Linked DNA regions of Hordeum vulgare: region 1 is linked to region 2. A link is a contact called in public Hi-C data. All regions are on one chromosome and are shown on one strand. The core of a region is the stretch at or near the end of the contact, and the rest is flanking DNA. Distances in the headings are between cores, read along the strand shown. Region 1 has its middle 410 kb from the start of LOC123443352. Region 2 has its middle 170 kb from the start of LOC123441590.

What was found. Hi-C and Micro-C count contacts between places; a contact is called where the count stands out from the background.
Region 1: a Hi-C map of seedling shows a contact between it and region 2, with 2.6 times the contacts expected there. The contact joins two enhancer-like sites. A contact is called at or near these places in 2 of 6 Hi-C or Micro-C datasets (leaf and seedling).

Annotation. Positions count from the first base shown.
Region 1 is chr3H:158,662,634-158,666,248 of MorexV3_pseudomolecules_assembly, reverse strand. No RefSeq gene overlaps it. Among protein-coding and RNA genes, the nearest start is that of LOC123443352, 410 kb to the right of the region's middle. Within about 2 kb of position 1,643, at least 3 of the 3 cell types and tissues checked have open chromatin away from gene starts, as enhancers often do. A contact at or near this core is called in leaf and seedling, where this site is marked.
Region 2 is chr3H:157,812,012-157,815,943 of MorexV3_pseudomolecules_assembly, reverse strand. No RefSeq gene overlaps it. Among protein-coding and RNA genes, the nearest start is that of LOC123441590, 170 kb to the right of the region's middle. Within about 2 kb of position 1,718, at least 3 of the 3 cell types and tissues checked have open chromatin away from gene starts, as enhancers often do. A contact at or near this core is called in leaf and seedling, where this site is marked.

The DNA of each region.
Region 1 (3,615 bases), core at 394-2,893, 850 kb before region 2:
CCAACCAGAAGGTGGTGGAGGTGTGCAACGTAGCTGAAGGAAGGGAGTGGGCCTGCCATAGTTGCACGTACGATGGCAAGGGTCGGCGACGTTGTGTGGTGCTGCATCTACAGGCGTCGGGCACTGAGGAAGATCCGTGGGGGCCGCCTTGCTCGAGCAGCAACCTCCTAATGGCGACGCGGAGGGCGAGCTCTTCCACACCGATGTTTGAGGCATCGTACTCTTCGTTGGAGCCATTGTTGTGTCCTTCGCCGGCTATCGGATCAGAGGGGAAGGGATCGGAAGTGGAGCTGGTCGGAGTGGACGGAGACGGGAGTGGAGTGGAGTATGTATTGACCGATGCCTAGGGTTTGCAGGATGGAGATATTTGTGGGATTAAGGTGGGCAGGCTAGGCCAAGCCGACGTGACGGACACGCCGCGGCCGCCCTCATATTCTTTTCATATTTGTACTGGATATGACGGATGTTGATCAGCCCGAACATTTGAGGCCTGTTTGAGGCATCCGGCTGGGTCAAGATCTTCGTGACTGGATGGGCCGCCTGAATTTTGTGACCGGTTTGGGACGCCCGACTATAGATGCTTTAATACATATGTGCATATCCTTCCAAACATCTAACCCTACTTGTATGTGTAAGAGCAACTCCAACCGTACGACACAAAAGGACGCACACTTTGTTCTCCTTTTATCCGTATGAGTTGGCGTATTCATCTCTTTTTGCAAATGGATCCATAGTTCGTCCAATGGGCAAACCCAAATCTCGTCCTCGCGGCCGTTCGACAGCCATTTTTAATCACACATTTTTTGGGTTGGATTTGCACGTTATTTTTATTTCATCAAAGGCATTTTAATACAGCGGGCGTCGTCGCATTTTATGAATGACAATGGTGAACCGGCAAGCCTTTAGGCCAATGCCGAGCCAGGGCGGTGACCGGTCGTGGCTTTGCCGGCGGACCGACGATAATACAGGTCCGAGCGGCTAGAGGCGGATTGAACAATTGCATGTGACACCAAGGCATTGCCCACGCTGGGTGGACCGGAACCCGGGCAAATCATGGCAAGCGCAGCTCACCGGCGACTGGATTCCCCAAATCCCGCCGGTAGGATGCGGCAAATCTCACAACCACCGTTGCAGATCTACCACTCGATCATCCGTACCAAAAAGAAGGAGGCACCCCGCTAGTGGATCTGCTGCTGGGTGGAGGAGGGAGGAGGCTGAAGAGCGAGGTGGACGGAAAAAAATAAACGTTCACTTAGGGTTTATGCATTTGCAGTCTCTGAAAGGAGGAAGGGGATAGAAAAGGCAAGACCGTGCCGTCGACGAACAGGCGAGAGGTAGGAGCATGCGGACGGGACGCGTGTCTGTTTCAGGTCTGAAAGTCGTAAATGTAATTTGAATTTAAATCTAAAATGTATCATGGACGGATAGAAAATGAACGGGCGTTTGAAACGCCGCTCTGGGTCGCATTTTACGTTCGCGTTCGATCGAAATGGACATACACGGATGGATGGTCCGGTTAGAGTTGCTCTAACGTAGTCCGTGATTGTATCATGCTAGCGACTAGTTTGTCCTCCCAGCTGTGGGGCCGGACGTAGGCATCGGCCGTGTTGACTGCTGCGTGCCACTAGCACTGCACGGGTAAAGGAAAGCGGAAAAAGGTGGCGTGCCGTCGCCATTTGTTGGCCCACTTGTCTTCCGAGTTCACAGCTCCCGCAGACTTGCGAGACCGCCCGTCACCCGTCGTCGACGATCCGTGGTCGTTTTCTGTTGCGCCTGTGCTATCTGCATGCCGGTCCTTGGTTAGCCTCCCAAGATGTGGACGAGTTTCTAACCAAAGCATCTCCACATGACACGGCAAGTGGCAGCTATCGTCGGCCAAGACCGCGTTCCAAGTCGACTTCCTGCCGTCACCTGCCTTTGCCTCTCCTCCCTCTCACGCATATCTTTAGTCCTTATCTTCCTTAATTGGATCGCTTTGTGGGTTTGTCTTTCTTCTCTCTTGCTCTATAAGCTTGGTTGCACTCTCTCCACGATCACTTCGTCACGTGATCAGGTCACGTCTACCGTCTACGGGCTTTCCAGCCGCACAGAGTATAATTTCTGGACTGAGACGGTTTTACCAGACATCAGTGCACCCGCAGTGACAGTGCAACTGATGCTTATTTCAAACTGCAGACTTGCCGGGAGAAACCGATATATATATGAGCTCCGTTGCGACAAATCAATGGATTCAGGCAGACTTGCGGTACAAAGGTTTGCAGGAGATGCAGTACTACTAGTACACAGTGAATTTTTGTTAAAAAACACCCTAACCGAGTCTATTTGTCGGAAAGAACCACCTGTACACGAAAGCGGCAGAAAAGACCCCCACCCACCATGACGGCAAGCGCGCCACGCGATGAGTGTCGCCTTCCGCCACCAGGCGAGGTGGCTGGGGCCTGCCGCCACGGCGCGAGGCGGCCGGCGCGCATTTCCGTTTCAGCGTAGCTGCGACGGAACGGTGAGAGAGTGGTGGGACATGCCGCCACGAAAGGAGGCGGCCATGCGGGCCTTGCCGCCTCGGCAGCTGGCGGCCGGCGGTGTGGATGACGGCACTGATTCCCACCTGACGGCGCTGATTCCCACGCTGTCTCCATCGACGAAACAATGAAAAAATTTCCTGCTCTCCACCGACGAAACAGTGCCAAAATTATGTGTATAAAGGAGCTGCGTCGCTGTCTCCACTCTCACTCTCTTGTCGCGCCGTTGCTTCCTCTGTCACTCGTTTCTCTTCCTTGCTTGAGCCCACACTGCTTCTCTTTCTCACTCTCTTCTCTTTCTCTCAAGACCTACTCCATATGACGATTTAAGTGGCGATTTAGGACGGTTTAAAATTATATTTTGAAGACGTCGTAATTGATGAAAAGATAGATCAAGGTAAGAGTTGTCCATTTCTGTTGTACGTGTTTGCATGCATGATGTTTTTATTTTGTTTGAGTAGTTTCTAAGTATGTGTTTTCTTTTGTTTTAGGAAGTGTATTATCACTTTTGTGGAACGATTTTGTCATGCGATATGAACTACTAAGTTGAAGATCAAGGTATGAGACTCCGTTCATATTTGTGTTCATGTGATCATAGGTCGACTTTGTTCATATATTACCGGTGATTTGTTCGTGTTTGCATGCAACTGTTATTTAAAAATTAGCCGAAAAAATGTCTGTGTAACTAGCATTTTTGTTAAACATGTAATAATATATTAACTCCATTAGTATTATTATATTTTACATGCAAGACACGTGTGTAATATTTTTGTTTATGTGATAATTTGTCAACCCTGTAGATATATGACTCATGATATGTATATGCATGCACTATGTATTTTAAAACTTTTGGTAGTAGGAAAAAAATTATGTGTGTAATATTTTTTTAATATGATAATAGGTCGAATTCCCTGATATTATACGGGTGATATTTTGTATTCGGAAGGATATGCTTATTAAACCAGAGGTATGAATGACATATTGTAATTTATCTTGTATTTATTTTGTAGATGTAGTGTCGCAATAAATGATACAATATAAATTATTATGCATAGATGTACAGTCGTCTGTGAATATTTATTAAATTGTTATATGT
Region 2 (3,932 bases), core at 469-2,968:
TATGATTGCTGCAACAGTGGATCACAAAAACTTGCTCCTACTGGTAGATCATGCTGACACCCTAGAGTCAGTAAGCACCGATAATGTGTTGGGAGTGGGGATGCATGAGCTCCCAAGGGTTATTACTCCAGTTAAGTCGGCAAAGGGTAAAGAAAATGTACCCAGCTTTGACAAACCAGAAATTCCAAGACATATGAGATGTAACTACAAGAAAGCAAAAAAGATTTATGTCATTTGGTGAAGGCAGTAGCTCACATGTTACAAATCAGGAATTTGAGGAAGAAGATGGCAATTGTGAGACTGATGATAGTGGTGCTCAAGATGCAAATGACAGTAGTGAAGAACATGGAGATGATGCCAATGAAGAAATTGAAACAGATGAGGACTTTTATGAGAGTGATTATGAAGTAGCAGAAGGTGATGATGATCTGTTTGATAACAATGTAGACAAAGATGTTGATGATTATAGAGAGAAGGAGATTGTGTAGGACTTTGAAGGTGAACTTCCTGAAGATGCCTTAGATGACAACCATTTGAACCTGTCGAAAGAAGAAGGAGACAAGTTTAGGCACAAATTTAGCACATTCAATCCATCTACTGACCTGAAAGCACCGGCTTTTAAAGTTGGCATGATTTTTGGTGACATGAAAGAGCTCAGGCTTGTTGTGGTTGCATACAACCATCTCTACCGGCAAGGAGGAGGGGGGGAGAAATGACGCCGGCCTTCTGTCCTCCTCGTCTAGATCCACGTCGGCCAAGGACGAATCGACGATGCCGCCGTGGTCGCGTGTATAGAATTAGGGATTTCCTTTTTTGATTTGGGAATTGAGGGAACTGACCATATACATGGAGAACAAGGGCTTTTTTGCGACTTTAAACTAAACTGCAGGGGGTTTCCCGTAAAAGAATCAGCATTCCATCACCACGACGCGCCACCAGCCACTGACATGTGGGCCACGACAATCTGACATGCCACTTGTGCGCTACATACGGCTGAATACGCGAGGAGGCACTGTATTAGAACGAAGGGACAAGTTACGGCACCGATTTTGCGTATTTTGCAACTTTAGGAACCAAAGTGACCGCGTCGGACAAGTTAAGGCACTCATAGTGTATTTATCTCAAGGAAGAATGATCAGGCTAGCGCTGCCTTGATGTTGGCGTAGAGGAATATTATTGTTTTGGCAAAATGTATTCATAATTTCTAAGGCTAGTTGTTTTCAGTTCTTACTGAATCTTGGTCTCATGATACAAGTATTTTTTTTTTATTTGTGGTATTACTGTTTTACTTATGTTTCCCTATGTATTGTGCTACACTTATTTTTTGTTCTTTTGTCTTCGAAGATAACATCATGGTACACGTCCTTAAACGAGATGAAGGGTAAGAACAGAACATACATGTATTCGGCCCCCAAAACGTCTTCCCCAAATTATCTTCTTCCTTCCCCGCTGGCAGTAAAATGGAAGTCCCCGTTGCAAACAAGCAAGAAGGAATCTCCCAAAATACAGAAGAAAGGAAATTAATAAAGCAGACAAAACGGTCTTCCCTCCAACCAAGCCAAACCTCACCACCATATCATCATCCCCGTTCTGGCGCCAGAGAAGCGACAACGTGCAGAACCCGCGACGGTGGCGACCAGACGTAGAGGACGAGGGCGGAGGCAGGGCCCAACCGACCGCGGTAGCAGCCGCTCCGCGTCTCTGACCGTGCGTCGACCTCCTCTCGCCTGAGTCTCCGGTCCCCGCGTCCCCCACCCAGCAGCGGGAGAAGACGGAGAACCCGTCCCGTGCGTGGATTGCGGCGCCGGTGGACCGCCGCGCTCGTGTCCATCTTTTTTCTCCAGTTCTCCATCCCCACCACATGCCCCACGGAGCAGCGAGCCAGTTGGGGGTTGACCGGCTGGGGCCTCGGATTTTGCCCGAGATCCGCGTCTGGTACGTGCAGTTACTGCTCGTAGCCGGTGCGTTGCATGCAGTTGGGCGTCGGTGCCGTCGACGGACGCCCCGCGGCCACGGGTCCAATCGTTTCCACGAGAAGCAAGCCCGAGCACTGACTTCCGCCACAGATCACATCCTACGGATCTGCAGTTTATAGGGAGTCAAGCGAGTGGGTACTGGGTAGGGACGGACGACCACTACCCCGTACCCAGTAGGAGTTGTTGCATGGCTTCAACTGGAATGAGAGCATGGTTAATAGTATAGCCAACTGCTGGCTATAAGCCATCTTATAGCCCACCTTATAGCTAGCTTGTACAATAGTTAGCTACAAAAGAGTACTACTTTTATCATATATGACCCACCTTTCATTCTCATCCAACTCAGCAAAAATATAGTATTTTAATCCTTACAGCCTGCTGACCGTACCTTATTGTACTTGCTCTGAACAAGTATGCAGTTCTAGACATCGAGACTGGAGTCAAGCGAGAGTGGCCTTGACTGACCATACTCCACCCCACAGAGGATTTTTTATTTTGTCTCCCGTCTCACCTTGATTGCCCTGTCTCTCACGAATACAACAAGCAACACACGTTTGCGGAGCGGCGGCGGCGGAACCGAGGAAGACAGCCGCGTCAGGCGGCCTGGAGCGTGCTCATGGCCGCTGCGGGGATGGCCCATGTCGGCCGATCTGCTCCTCAAGTGCGACGTGTCTCCTCCGGCCAAACTCCAGGGCCTTTTCTCGAACAGATTGGAGAGCGACAAGAAGGGAGGCGACCGCAACTACGACCTACTATATTACGGAGAAGGAACTGACCACGAGAAACGGAGGCCTGGCATAGCTTATTGTGCGGGACTCGACTGTGGTCTCGACGCACCGCCGATGGGGGTGATGCTTGAGAACTCCGTGCTGAGAGCCATCGGCGATGGTGATTTGGATCGGAGTGGCGGCGGCTGAGTAAGGGCACTGGTGCGGTCGAGGTACTCCTCCCTTCATTCATCCCTCCTTCTCTCCCTACCCCTCTCTCTCTCTCTCCCCAACGGGATCGCCGTGAAATCCGTGACTGTGAACCGACAGGGAACTGTGGAACTACGACAATAGGGAAGGGGGAGCATTGATGCTCTGTTGGCGAACGCACATTGCGGGGACAGGGAGACCTTCGGCCATGGGGAATGGAGAGAGCCTTAGCAGATAGCCCTGTTCTCTTAGGATGCAAACAAAATTTTATCTCTTTTCAATTTTTGCATGCAGATGGCAGACTGCAACACTGCTGGTAAGAGGAATCTTGTGACTATCAGCAAATCAAGCCTTTGTGGTGTCAAGGATTTGCATTGAGCGAAGTGGAGGTTACACCATTTTAAGAGGTGAGATCAATGATGTTGTACTGCTTGATTAGGAGTATGCAACGCTATATTTTGATGTATACTACAGTATTTTTTTGTTGTTGGTAAACATTATTTCAATCTAATATTTTTTGACAGGCAAAGAAAATTATGCTGACAAGGAGGTTATTTTCTATGTTTTTAAACTAAACACAAAAATAAGACTTGTTCTTCGTCATCAAGGATAGGAATTGTAATATGTAAAGTTCGGTAAAAAAGTATGCCGTGGTGATTAAAATATTTTCTTAGAAAGTGAATTGATAATGATAAATTATGTTCTAATTAAGATGGATCAAGGGTTGTGCCTTTTTATTCAGCATGAATATGTAGCAGGCTGGTTCAGTGATCATCTGTGAACTGAAATTATGTTCTAATTAAGTAGGATGATTTGTATGTAATGTGTGTTTTGCTAAATTTCTATGGTTGAGAAGTCCATTGAGATACGGTGCTCATGTGGAAAGTATTTATCTGCAAAAGCTATACTTACTTTAAATTAAGATTTAAAATAAATAAAATAACTGATAAGTTTTTTTTATATAATTATACGTGTGTTGCACGTGCATGCTTAGTGATACACGAGAAAGTGGCCAAGTGGGCAGAGAGATGCCGCTCCG